Regions from separate parts of the Anser cygnoides genome. Here regions 2 and 3 are each linked to region 1. A link is a contact called in public Hi-C data. All regions are on one chromosome and are shown on one strand. The core of a region is the stretch at or near the end of the contact, and the rest is flanking DNA. Distances in the headings are between cores, read along the strand shown. Region 1 overlaps BCAS3 (BCAS3 microtubule associated cell migration factor). Region 2 overlaps BCAS3 (BCAS3 microtubule associated cell migration factor). Region 3 overlaps BCAS3 (BCAS3 microtubule associated cell migration factor).

Region 1 (3,608 bases), core at 945-3,444:
GAAAAATTGGCTGGCACAAAAACAGAGGAATGACGAAACCACTTCCATTCTGGAACAGAGGACATAGGATGGCTGGGGTTTCTCTGTGTTGAACAAGCACTTAGGAGGAAGGTAGTGTTGAAGCTGGTAGGGTTCACCACACAAGGATTTTATTTTGTGGTGGAAAATCTAATCTTTCCGAAACCATTTCTCTTGGGTATAAGGCTGAAGTCTGCTTTATATTGGGAGATTGGCATGAAATCTGCAGCACTTAGGAGGATAAAGGCCTTTGTCTCCAAAATGCACATTTTTTTTGGAACTATAAAGGCAGTGGAACAAGAAATGGCTTTAGGTATATAATGTTAAGATCCAATCCTGTAATCCTTTCTCAAGTAAAAATATGTTACAGATCAATTTTATCGATTCATATCTTTTTCCATGTGTTTTAGAAGATTCACTTAAAAGGAAACCTTTCATACTTAACTAATGATTAAAGAATTAAAGGAAGAAGAATTAGGCCTACACTAATTATCGAGAAGGCCATCATCTTCTGGTTTCTCAGCAGGTACCATTTGATTTCTCAGTGAGGCATAAGAAACATTTTTTAATTTTTTAATAAATACTAATAAATTATGTACAGTTTGTGAAGTCTTAATCCCCTTCCTTGAAATATTTCAGAAAGATGGATAATGAATACAAGCAAAATAAGACAACAAAACCGAGTAGGTTTAGGAAGGGGAAACTGTAAAGAGGAAAAGAGGTGATTCCTGGAAGCCGTTCGGGGGGCTGCTTTATGACCAGACGTGCCCAGCTTTCAGTTTGCAGGCAGTGGGACACAAAAACAAAATCAAGAGGAGGAGGAGGAGCTGAAAGGAATGAAAAGATGAGACTTACTTAGTAAGCAAAATTAGAAATGAAATCAGGTAGATAGATGAAAACAAGTGAGCAGACCACTACCTAATGGAAGTTGTTCTGGCATCACAGACTTCAAATCAATTTACACAATCACAGCATCTGGACAGACCTGGCTGAGTTGAGACCAGATACTAATTTTGGAATCTGAACTTTCTTGTTTTATGTACTTAAATCTGACATTTTCTGACATCGTTAATGTGCAACAACAATAGAGTTGGCATAGGTGCACACAAGTACAGGAAAGTGATTTAAAAAAGATAAAAGTGATTTTTGGTGTCACAGGATCATAGCTGTTAGCTTATCAGTTGTTATGAACATTTATGAAGCAACTTTTATCTTGAATGGACTAGATCCTCCAGCTGATGAACATTGACATGACTGCAGTGAGATTACATGGATCAGGTGAGGTTCTGGCTCAACATACGCAGTTGAATTTGCTTTGTTTCACCTTAACATAGTAGGTTTCTTGCAACAACATTAATGATTTATGGGACCTGTAAGTATTTGGGGAATATTTTAACGTTTTGGTACTTAGGAAATACAAATACCCAAACTGCCCAGCATGGTCAGCAGCAGCACTCTCTGCTTTCCAGGAGAACTGGAAACCGTGACAGTCTAGAAGTCAGTTTTACTCCTCAGGAAAAAAAAAAAAAAAAAAAAAAAGGAAAGAAAGAAAGGAAAAAAAAAATAATAAAAAAAAACAACCACCAGCACCACCAGAAAAAAAAAAAGAGAGAGAAATCAAAAAAAAACAACAGAGTATTTCTTGTTTGTGTTTAGCAATGGAGAAGGTAGCACCTTCTGAACCAGCAGGCAGCCTTGTGCCCAGCCCTGGTGCTTTTACAGCGCATTACTGGCATATATAAGGCACGAAGAGCTTTCTGTTTCTTAAACGGCTCCTTTTGACAGGCCAAAGTTTGTTGGCCAAACACCGATTTACTTTCATTGAGATACAAAACTTGGAGCGAGCGCTGCGCAGCGCGTTGCTGGGGGCTGCAGCTCTGTGTGCGCAGCGGCGCGGTGCTGCGGCCGTCCCCCTCCCGTGCTGCTCACGCACCTCCCGAGGCAGCTTTCAGCTGCTTTCAAAGCGAGCCAGCATCAGTTGGATGTGGGTGAGGTGCAGCAATTTGGGAATTGCTCCCAGCTGGTGGATAAATGATTTCCAAGCAAGCTGGGTGGCTCTTTAACTGCTCTTCCCAGTAGAAATGAGCTGAAATATATAGAAATTGTTGCTTTGACAAATAAGCTAATAAGCCACTCAAGTTGCTTTATGTATTGAATATAGTTGCTTGACAGTTAGTATTATTTTCTAATTATATTAAGTTATAAATTATTAACAAGTGTTTAATTTCAGTCCAAACAGATCCAACAAAAGGGATTTGTACAGTTATGAATTGCAGCAAAATATAAAATTGTTGAGCTTTTAGTATACGCAAACTTGGAGACCCTGGTTATTTCTCCCTCTTTCAACAGCCAGTCATGAAACTTTCTCGACCTTTTCACCTTTAAACTTTATTTGAACTTGGAAAGAAGACTTGTGAATTGTGGAGGGGAAAAAAAAAAAAGAGAAAAAGAGTGGGGGGGTCAGAGGGAAGAAGGTCTGATTATATGTTACCGTAACAGTAATACTAGCAAAATAATCCTCCTCTTGTGCATGAGTGTCTGCTACTGCAAGCTTCGGGGTAATAAGCTCACATGACATGCCTAGAGGCTAATGCTGGCCTGTGCTTTTTTTTTTGTACATATTTAAACAAAGGCTGATTATCCAAACAAGAATTTGGACTGCATCAACTGGACCAGTTAAATTATAGTTAGTAAAACTTGGCGCCTTCAGAGCTTGGAATGTTACAATTACAGCTGGATCCTCATTTGTTAGGCAGCCTTACAAAATAATAAAAGTGGAGATTTTTATCTTTATAGGACATAGCTTAACTCTTTGAATACAGAGAACTATGTGCCAAATATTACAGTTTCTGCTTAGATGTCCTATTCCAGGCCAATAAACACAATTAAAGAGCTCTGTCTGTGCTCTATAGGGCAAACTGGAGCAGCATTGCCAGCATGCAGATGCCTGCTGTGGCACTTGCAGTGGACGCGCGTTATCCCCCAGGATTTCTCTGAGATAAGAAACAAGAACACAGCAAGCAATTTGTTGTTTGATCTCCCTGTCTTGATGCTGTCTTTTTGACAGTATTGCTGGATTTTTATTTGTATTGCCTTTCTTGGAGCTTGTTCTTGTATAGGATCTAGATGGTCCTTGGAGTTGGCCTGACTTTCATCTCTCAGATGAGCTGGGAAGCTGCCTCCAACACTGGCTTCAAACCATTAGCAAACTTTTCCCTAAAAGGCTGTTGAGCCTACAAGATTGCCTCTCCCATTGCCGTGCTTCTGGGGCTGGTTCAGGATGGGTGGGTGGCACAGGATGTGCTCGCAGAAGTTAAGTTGCATTTTAACAAACTGCTGTTGACCATTGCGTGCTTGTTTTCCCTTCCGTCATCCTACAGAGGCGGCTTGGTTTTGATAAATCACTTGCAAAACCAAACTTTGGCTTCCCGGTCATGTAATATAGAGATCTGGTCGCCAATCAGAAAATGAAAGTTCTTTCCCTAAAATTAAACAAAGCATCCTTATCATCAGTCAAGAACAGAGCGGTCTGCCTTCCTTCCCGTGGAGCAGGGCCAACTGACAGTTCTCCAGGATCTGCCCAGTGGGTT
Region 2 (3,879 bases), core at 271-2,770, 130 kb before region 1:
GAGAGGTGGTGCGGGGCCTGGGACACTGTCGCTGTTCTGCTGCAAGTGGCTTCTTCTGCTCTTTGACTCCTCTGGTCCGCACACGCCATGTCTTTTCCATGCAGGAAAAGAAGAAATACACATGGAGGTAGGCAAAAAGTCTAGCCATACATCAATTAATTGTAGAAGTAAATGACAAGTTCAAATCTCAGATAGAGCTTAAGGTTAGAAGTGTGCTTTCATAATCCATTTCTGGACAGTTAGCGATAACGGGCAGCAAAGGGGTCATGGCAGGTCCTTCTCCTAACCCTTGCCATGGCCAAGAGGAGATTTCTGAGTATCAGCGGGACACTTCATAACTGAAGGACAAAGTTTCAAAACAGAAGGTAGTCAAAGAAAAGAGAAACTTCAGGCGGAGGAAGGGAATGTTTTGAGCAAATGTTCAGATTTTGAGAGGAAGGCACTGATGAGAAGTTGGAAGGGCTGAAGTTCAAGGAGCTTGGGTGAGAGGGCAGAGGACACTGCCTCATCTGTGTCTGAGCCACTTGGACTGGTGCTTGCATGCCTCAGCAGCGTTCTGACTTCGGAGCTTGCCTGTCACTATCACATGCCTCGCCTGTATGCGAAAAGAAAGTTCTGCTTTCTTAGGATAGTCATGAGATTTAGTGCAGCTGTGTTTCGAAAGGTTCAATATCAAGCAGTTTTCAACATTATGAAAACAAACGGCTGCAGTATTTTCTCCCATCAATTTGAATGGAATCAAGTTAGTGATAGGTTTTGGACTTGCACCAGTTTAGCTGAGAGAAAAATTTGCTCTAAGTAGCTAAATCCTGTGTGCATACATGCTGTAGCTAATACATAGTATTCATTCTTTAATGGGTTTAATTGTGTTTGAAATATTGGTGATATGGGTGTGAAATGAAGCTAATTTTGGTAGGATACAATTCAAGGAAATTGCAGTGTAACTTTGATTTGGAAGTGATTGATAAGTAAAATAATTAAAGCTTCCCGACTTCTTCTGGGAGAATGTGTAAAAATGCGTTCGACTGAACGAAACAAAACATTAAAGAAGAAACCCACTTGGGCAGTAACTAGTGCTGCCTCTGAGCGTGCCTCTCTGGACACTGTTGGGTTTGTCTGTCAGGCTCTTCCAAACGACGTCTGCACGCCAGCATTGCTTCCGCAGGGTTCTCTATGCAGGTCACAAGGCAGCGTTTCTCACCAGGGCGCTGCTGTTTCCTCTTCCGACTGTAGTAGATTACAGATTATACTGGAACATGTCTGAGAAAAGGTCAGAAAGGAGGGTGAAAGTCTTGGAACTGTAGCTGGGAAGCTTTCCATTCTCATCCGTGAAACTTCTTGTATTGAATCAAAAGCAAAGCAAAATAAACTACCACATACACGGCACTTTTGTTTTTCCTGCCATTTTCTGTTTGCCAGTTAGAAAGGATTTTATTTCCCTTGCATTATATGATCAGTGAATGTTTAGTTGAGGAATCGTCAGTGTTGCACTTAAACAGAAGTAACGGCCAAGCACTGCTTGTTTTCTTAGAACTCGGTTTGCACAAGATTGCATAGCCTCAAGTTACTGCATTTTTATTTACCAAATTAAAGATGTTTATATGTAGTGCTAATGTCATTAGTCTACGTGGTACGCTTTGAAATGTAGTCTGTTAAGACTGTAAGATACAAAAGCTCATCAAGTGGGTTTTGAATTTTAATGACATTGCATTACTGAGCTTTTTGTATTGGAGTAATGGAAGAAAAGAAACAAAAAAAATCAACACAGAATCATTTTACTATCCAGCTGAGAGGTGCTCAATACCACTTTAGTTTTTCATGTAAAGTGTATAGAGAAACTAAAATGCTTCTGATCATTATTTTCCTACCAGAAAACTCTGTCTGGGCCAAGTCCTGTTTGCCTTGCTTAGTAACAGGGTGAAAGTTCAGCATGCAGGGGTATCTCACAACACTGGAAAGAAGAAAAGTACAGTTGAAACTGCCAGGGGAAATTTAGTGGGTAAATTTATTTAATTTCAGTTTGGTGATAGGTTGCTGTTTGCATCCCTTACGTGTTATGGAGTATAGTTTTGGTTTTAAGCTGAATTATGAATGAAACCTTTCCACCAGATTGGCTGATGCTCCTGCCCGTGTGCAGGGCTGTGGTACAGATGTATTCGAGCTGGGTTTGAATACTTTTTAGTAATTTGGTCACATTAGTGTGGCACCATGAACTGAAGACCAGGGCAGAGCTGGCAGTGCAGCTCCATCAACGCAGTTCTTTCAGGAATCAGTGAAGTGTCTTCACACTGCTGCTTGCGTGCTGCCGGAGCCATAGGTACCTGCCGTGCTGCTTTTTGATGTATTTATGTCATCAATAGCTGCAAAAATTGGGATGTTTCTCCTCCTCTCACCTAAGAGACCATCTCTGATAGCAGTATCCCAAAGTGCTCTGTTGAATTGCTGACTGATTTCAAATCCGGCCTGAATTCACCCAGGCTCTTAGTTGATCAGAGGAGTTTACTGCATTAATTTCTTTCAGTTGATTGAATGCTAAAACGTTAGTAAGTCTAAAACTAGTAAGTCTAGCATGTTTACTCTGAAGTGTAGCTTTAGTTTCATATCCAAAAAAACACTTCTAAAACTTAGAAACGTGTGATTTGATGCGTTTAAATCTCACACTCACGCCTTCAGAGTATATTACAGTTTAACAACGGTTGGGGTAATAACACTCCCCCGTAATCCTAAAGAAAAGCTGGAGCTGTCAACAACCAAACACTGTGGTGGTGAGGGCACCTCGGAGGTGGCCAGGGATGCTTGGTGTCCCTTCACATCGGTCGCGGTGCCGTGAGGGCAGAGGCACCGGGCCGAGGCGCGGCGGCGAGGCCTTGTGCCGGGCAAGGCCTTACCTGGGAGCTCCCACTGATGTCTTTTCCACAGATGTCCAGCTTTGTCACAAACCAGTAAATCTTGTGAAGTTTATTTTCCTTAGAGCATCTGTGTTTTATAATGGTGCTTTTAATTTGTTTTTTCTCTGTCTGCTGGGATTTCTTTTGTCCGGCACTTTCAGGCCTCCCTTTTTTTGCTGGTGGAAGTGAGCCTGTTAATGATGGCTGGCTGGGGAATACAGCCCCGCGCGGCTGACAGGGCCGCCTGCGCCCTGCCTGCAACAACAAAGCCCATTGTTGTTTGCTTTCTTCACTTCTGTCCTCAAGTTAATCCATTTTCCCTTTGAGTATTTGTGGAATAAAATATCTGGAAAAGCGTGCCTAAGGTTCTGGAGGGATGGTGTATTCGCTGCGTGCTTTCAGCAAACAGGTACGAGGACGGAGCTCATTGATTCTGTTTTCCGTGCCTCAGCAGGCAAAGTTTATCCAGTCTAATGCTGCACTTGTAAAGAAATCTCTGCTTTCAGATACCAGAGCCACAACATCCTCAGCTCTTTGCAAGTTGTGTGCTTGATCTCTGCCTGCCAGTCCCTTAGTAAAATTAATAAGACATTTGCCAACAGCTTAAATTGAGACGTATTTTTTCTGCTGGATGTCTAAAAGGCTGAATTAGGATTTACTGTAGGAGTTTTAGATTTGGGTTTAGCTATGATCAGAATTGTGACCTTAAGTCTGTAATATTTGAGTGTAAATCGTGCAAGCACTTCTTTCTTGTGGCGTTCTGAGCTGTGGCCCAAGCTGCGAGGGAGTATAGGCAAGTGCTTGTAAATGGGGAAAATAAACCTTAGCCTGAACTGGCTGTGATGTATTCCTTGCACAGCTATTGAATTGCCATCTGAAAACCTCTTTCATGGCAGCTTCTGGAAAGACAAGTGCTTGACCAAAAGGACTCGCCTTGGTGTCCTCAGGGCTGCTAATATCATGGTCTGGCCGATTACCAAGGAAAGGTCTT
Region 3 (3,593 bases), core at 43-2,542, 200 kb before region 1:
GTTCATTATGCACAAGTATGTGCAGAAGTTTGAGGTTTTGCATTTCAGGTTGCGTGTAAAAGCAGCAGTTCAAAAACAAATTGACAGCAATTTGCACACTTATTTTCTGTTGTTCCTTAGTGCCAGATACGTTTACTTTTTATTTGTCCTTACTTTAGTAGGCCCCAGAACTCAAGCAGGTCAGAAATGTATTTTAGTGGAATAACTACAGGTGGGTATTTGCCTGCAGGAACTTTTTCATGTACCTTGAGCATGAAGGAACTGTTTTTTCAGGCTTCCCTTTATCCCTCTGTAGCTTATTACTTGCCTTGTAGCAGGCAATTGGTTCTAACAGATAAGATGCTCTCCCAAAGCTATTCCACTACTGTAAGTGTCCCTTTGCTGCCCCAACATCTGTAACCCAGTAATTGACATATGGTGCAGAAAGATGGTATGTTTCCGGTGGCTTTTGCTCTGATCTGTCACAGGATGCAGGTAGGATTAGGATGTAATTTACCTGCTGCAAGATTGTATGCACCTTTGCAGTGCTAAACACCAAGGAAGCATTCACAGCAGAAAAAAATAAATTTTATCTTTCCAAGTGCTTAGTTCTAGTGCTTATCAATTAGAATAGCCTCTTAAAATGTGTAGATTACTAAGAGATCATGATGATAGTTTGGAAAGACAGGAGTTTTATCTTCAAAAAGGCAATCTGAAACTTCTGGGTGTATTTTCGATCACGATTAGAAAGTTCTAAATTATCTTCCTGTATTATCTGTGTGTATAAAGACAATCCTAGTTAGAAGGAGCTATTTCTTGTAACAGTTGGAAGCACCATTATGCAGTAATATTAAAGTTGCCAATAGGTGTCAGTTTCCTCCTATGCATGGATGTAAGATGCAGAAGAATCTGTGAGGGTTCGGTAAAGAGAGCCACGTGGGAAGAGACGTGTTTGTGTCCTCCTGTTCCTTGCTCTTCCTTTTTATTCTACCAAAGAGAAGTAGGGTACAAGCCTTGCTTTATTCTAGGTTAAAACAAAAGACCACTAAATGAAAAGCGTATTTTTACAATTCTTGTGCTTTTCCAATTGCAGTTACAGGCAAAAAAAAGACACTGCGACGTGTTTTTAAAAGTGAATTCACTGAACTGTATTTGAGGATCAGGGATAGCCTACTCCTAACCCTAACTGTCAGTTTTCAGTGCGTTTTTGTGAAGCGGTAGTGCAATTTAGAGAGGATAAAACAAAGCTTTTGTAAATACACCAAAAGATTTGAAAGCCCAAACTCCTGAAGTGTCACAACTCACACTGTGTTTCTCCCCCTGTGCTGGTTTGTAGCGTGACAAACTCGGGGTGTTCTCAGACTTCTTCTCGCCCCGGGTGCAGCCCTCGGTGCTGGGCACCCCTCATGGCTGCTGTTTCACAGCGCTGCCACAGCTCCAGCTGCTGCGGCTCTCCCCATCACCGCTGCTGCTTGCCCGTGCCCAGGAGGTGTGACTGGGCGAAAAGCGTGCCCTTCCCCTCCATGGGGGGGTTTCCTGGGCCAGGGCCTGGTTGTTCTGAGGCTTTTGAAGCTTAGTTGTTTCACTTAATAGCTTATGCTGTCAAGCGGGTGTTATGCTCTGGCATGCTGAAGGCTGCAGTACAGCTTTTGTCTAAGCTTTCAGATTTTCTGTCTGCTGAAATCTCCTCAACCTAAAAGTACATCTTTAAAGGCTTAAGTTACTCTGATGTGTTTGAAATTTGATGTAATTGAGCCACCTAGTTAGCTGCTTTGGGTTCTGACAGTCAGCCAACCGGCCAGCAGCTAAACTCTTCTCTTTTTTTAATTTAGAAGAGGGCAGTGTCAGTTTAAATTGGAAAAGTAGAAATCCCTGAAAAGGAAGCTTGGCAAAAGGGCTTATAGGTCGTTTTGTTTCCATCACTGGAGCATCCCTGCTCTGCAGAGTGGTCAGCCCGTGTCCCGTCTGGAGCCATCCCGATGCAGTGCAGCAGTGAGGATGTCAGCGCTGCCCGGGGAGTTGGTTCTTCATGGAGGAGATTCTCAGCTGTGTTATCTGACTGCTTTTGGTCAGAAGTGATGGCTTAAAAGGTCAAAAATACTAAATGGGGATCACTAGATCTTTGAAGATGTTTCTTTTACTCTGTAAGCTACTGTGTAGGAAAAGAAAATGTTTTAAAGAAAGGCCTTGGTGATGGTGTGGAAATCACATCTTCATTCGTATCAGCTGAGTAGCATGGGGGCCCTAGAACCGCACTGAGACAGCTAAGATGTAAACATAATTAAGAAGCAGCTCTTGCCCATTTTGTTGACTATTTACACATAGAAATTAAATGCAGAATGCACAATTAAAAACAGTGTCAGGAATTGTGAAGTTTGGTGTTCCTTAGCAATGCTAATGCAGCTGTGTTGCACATGAGTAGTATTTGTCTTTCTGTTTTTGTTTTTGTGGTTGAATGTATAGCTTAATATATTGTTGTAATAAATATACCATAAAATATTCAGGATGTAGAACATGGTCAAGTTCGTGCTGCCGTTGGAATGTTTAACTCCTGCATTTCCTCATTTTTTAGAGCTAAGTGAGCAAACCTGACATAGTTCTGATCTTTTTTGCATGTGATTAGATGGAAATGTGCTGATTTGCTTGAATGGCAGCCAGCCAGCAGATTTTATTGGTGCCTCGTAAGAAAAAGTCAGCGTACAGGTGTTCCAGTCTTGGCGTTTGAATTTAAGACAGTTGCTTAAACTGGAGTGGAAAATACACTGTACATAGTCATAGAAAAATTGCCAGGATATCCTTTAATCTACCCGGTGAGGTCGTCTTATTTTCACGTGTCAGCTAAGGAAAGCCCTAACTTCAGTCTGCAAAGAACCCGTGGCTGTGAGTGTTGTATGGCACTCCCTCCTCGTTCGTGCCTCCGCTCCGAGCCAGCTCAGTTTCATTAAGAAAAGATTTGCATCAAGGGGTAGATAAAGGCAAAGGGCGATTTGGTAACCTGCACTGTTTTAAGTGCTCATATGACCAAGCCTCAAAAATTCATTTGATGCCTATAATAAAAATGTGTTTCTTTCTGGTGGTTGGGAATGTTAAGGTGTGGATTTTAAAGAGATTTTTAACTAGTTAAGGGTTCATGTAACATTTCCTTCAGGGCCTTTTGCTGGGTACTATATGTGATAGAGCAATGAGAAATGAAAGTGATACACAGGCTTTTCTTCCTACTTTGCTCTAAAGAACAGATGCAGAAAAGCTGAATTTCATTGATTTCTATTACATCAGTGCTCCTAGAGCCCTCCTCCAAAAATGCTTACTTAGTGGAACGTTGATGATTATGAATATGGCCTGATGGATACTTTCTTCTCTATAAAGAATATCCTTCCCACCCCTGGGCCCTAAGTAAAGATTATCACAGATAACATCATACATGTGGCATCATCTTTGTGTCTGATAACTAGTGCCTGCTCAGTTTCTCTGGCCCTTCCACTCCTCCTATTGATATATTCTCCATCCATTATTCTCTAGGGATGAAGACAGTTATTGCAGCCATTAGCTGGCACCACATTTCTATTGATGCTGTACAGCTAGAGCCTTAAGAGGTAATTTTCCAGATTTTAGTC

The links. Hi-C and Micro-C count contacts between places; a contact is called where the count stands out from the background.
Region 2: a contact with region 1 is called in a Hi-C map of liver, with 2.1 times the contacts expected there. The contact joins two enhancer-like sites. A contact is called at or near these places in 2 of 7 Hi-C or Micro-C datasets (granulosa cells and liver).
Region 3: a contact with region 1 is called in a Hi-C map of liver, with 1.9 times the contacts expected there. The contact joins two enhancer-like sites. A contact is called at or near these places in 2 of 7 Hi-C or Micro-C datasets (both in liver).

Annotation. Positions count from the first base shown.
Region 1 is chr18:10,359,252-10,362,859 of Taihu_goose_T2T_genome, reverse strand. The region is part of intron 23 of BCAS3 (BCAS3 microtubule associated cell migration factor); the gene reads left to right. Among named protein-coding and RNA genes, the nearest start is that of TBX2, 120 kb to the right of the region's middle. Within about 2 kb of position 2,194, at least 1 of the 3 cell types and tissues checked has open chromatin away from gene starts, as enhancers often do. A contact at or near this core is called in liver, where this site is marked.
Region 2 is chr18:10,489,017-10,492,895 of Taihu_goose_T2T_genome, reverse strand. The region is part of intron 15 of BCAS3 (BCAS3 microtubule associated cell migration factor); the gene reads left to right. Among named protein-coding and RNA genes, the nearest start is that of BCAS3, 120 kb to the left of the region's middle. Within about 2 kb of position 1,520, at least 1 of the 3 cell types and tissues checked has open chromatin away from gene starts, as enhancers often do. A contact at or near this core is called in liver, where this site is marked.
Region 3 is chr18:10,558,405-10,561,997 of Taihu_goose_T2T_genome, reverse strand. All of the region lies in intron 9 of BCAS3 (BCAS3 microtubule associated cell migration factor), which reads left to right. Among named protein-coding and RNA genes, the nearest start is that of BCAS3, 55 kb to the left of the region's middle. Within about 2 kb of position 1,292, at least 1 of the 3 cell types and tissues checked has open chromatin away from gene starts, as enhancers often do. A contact at or near this core is called in liver, where this site is marked.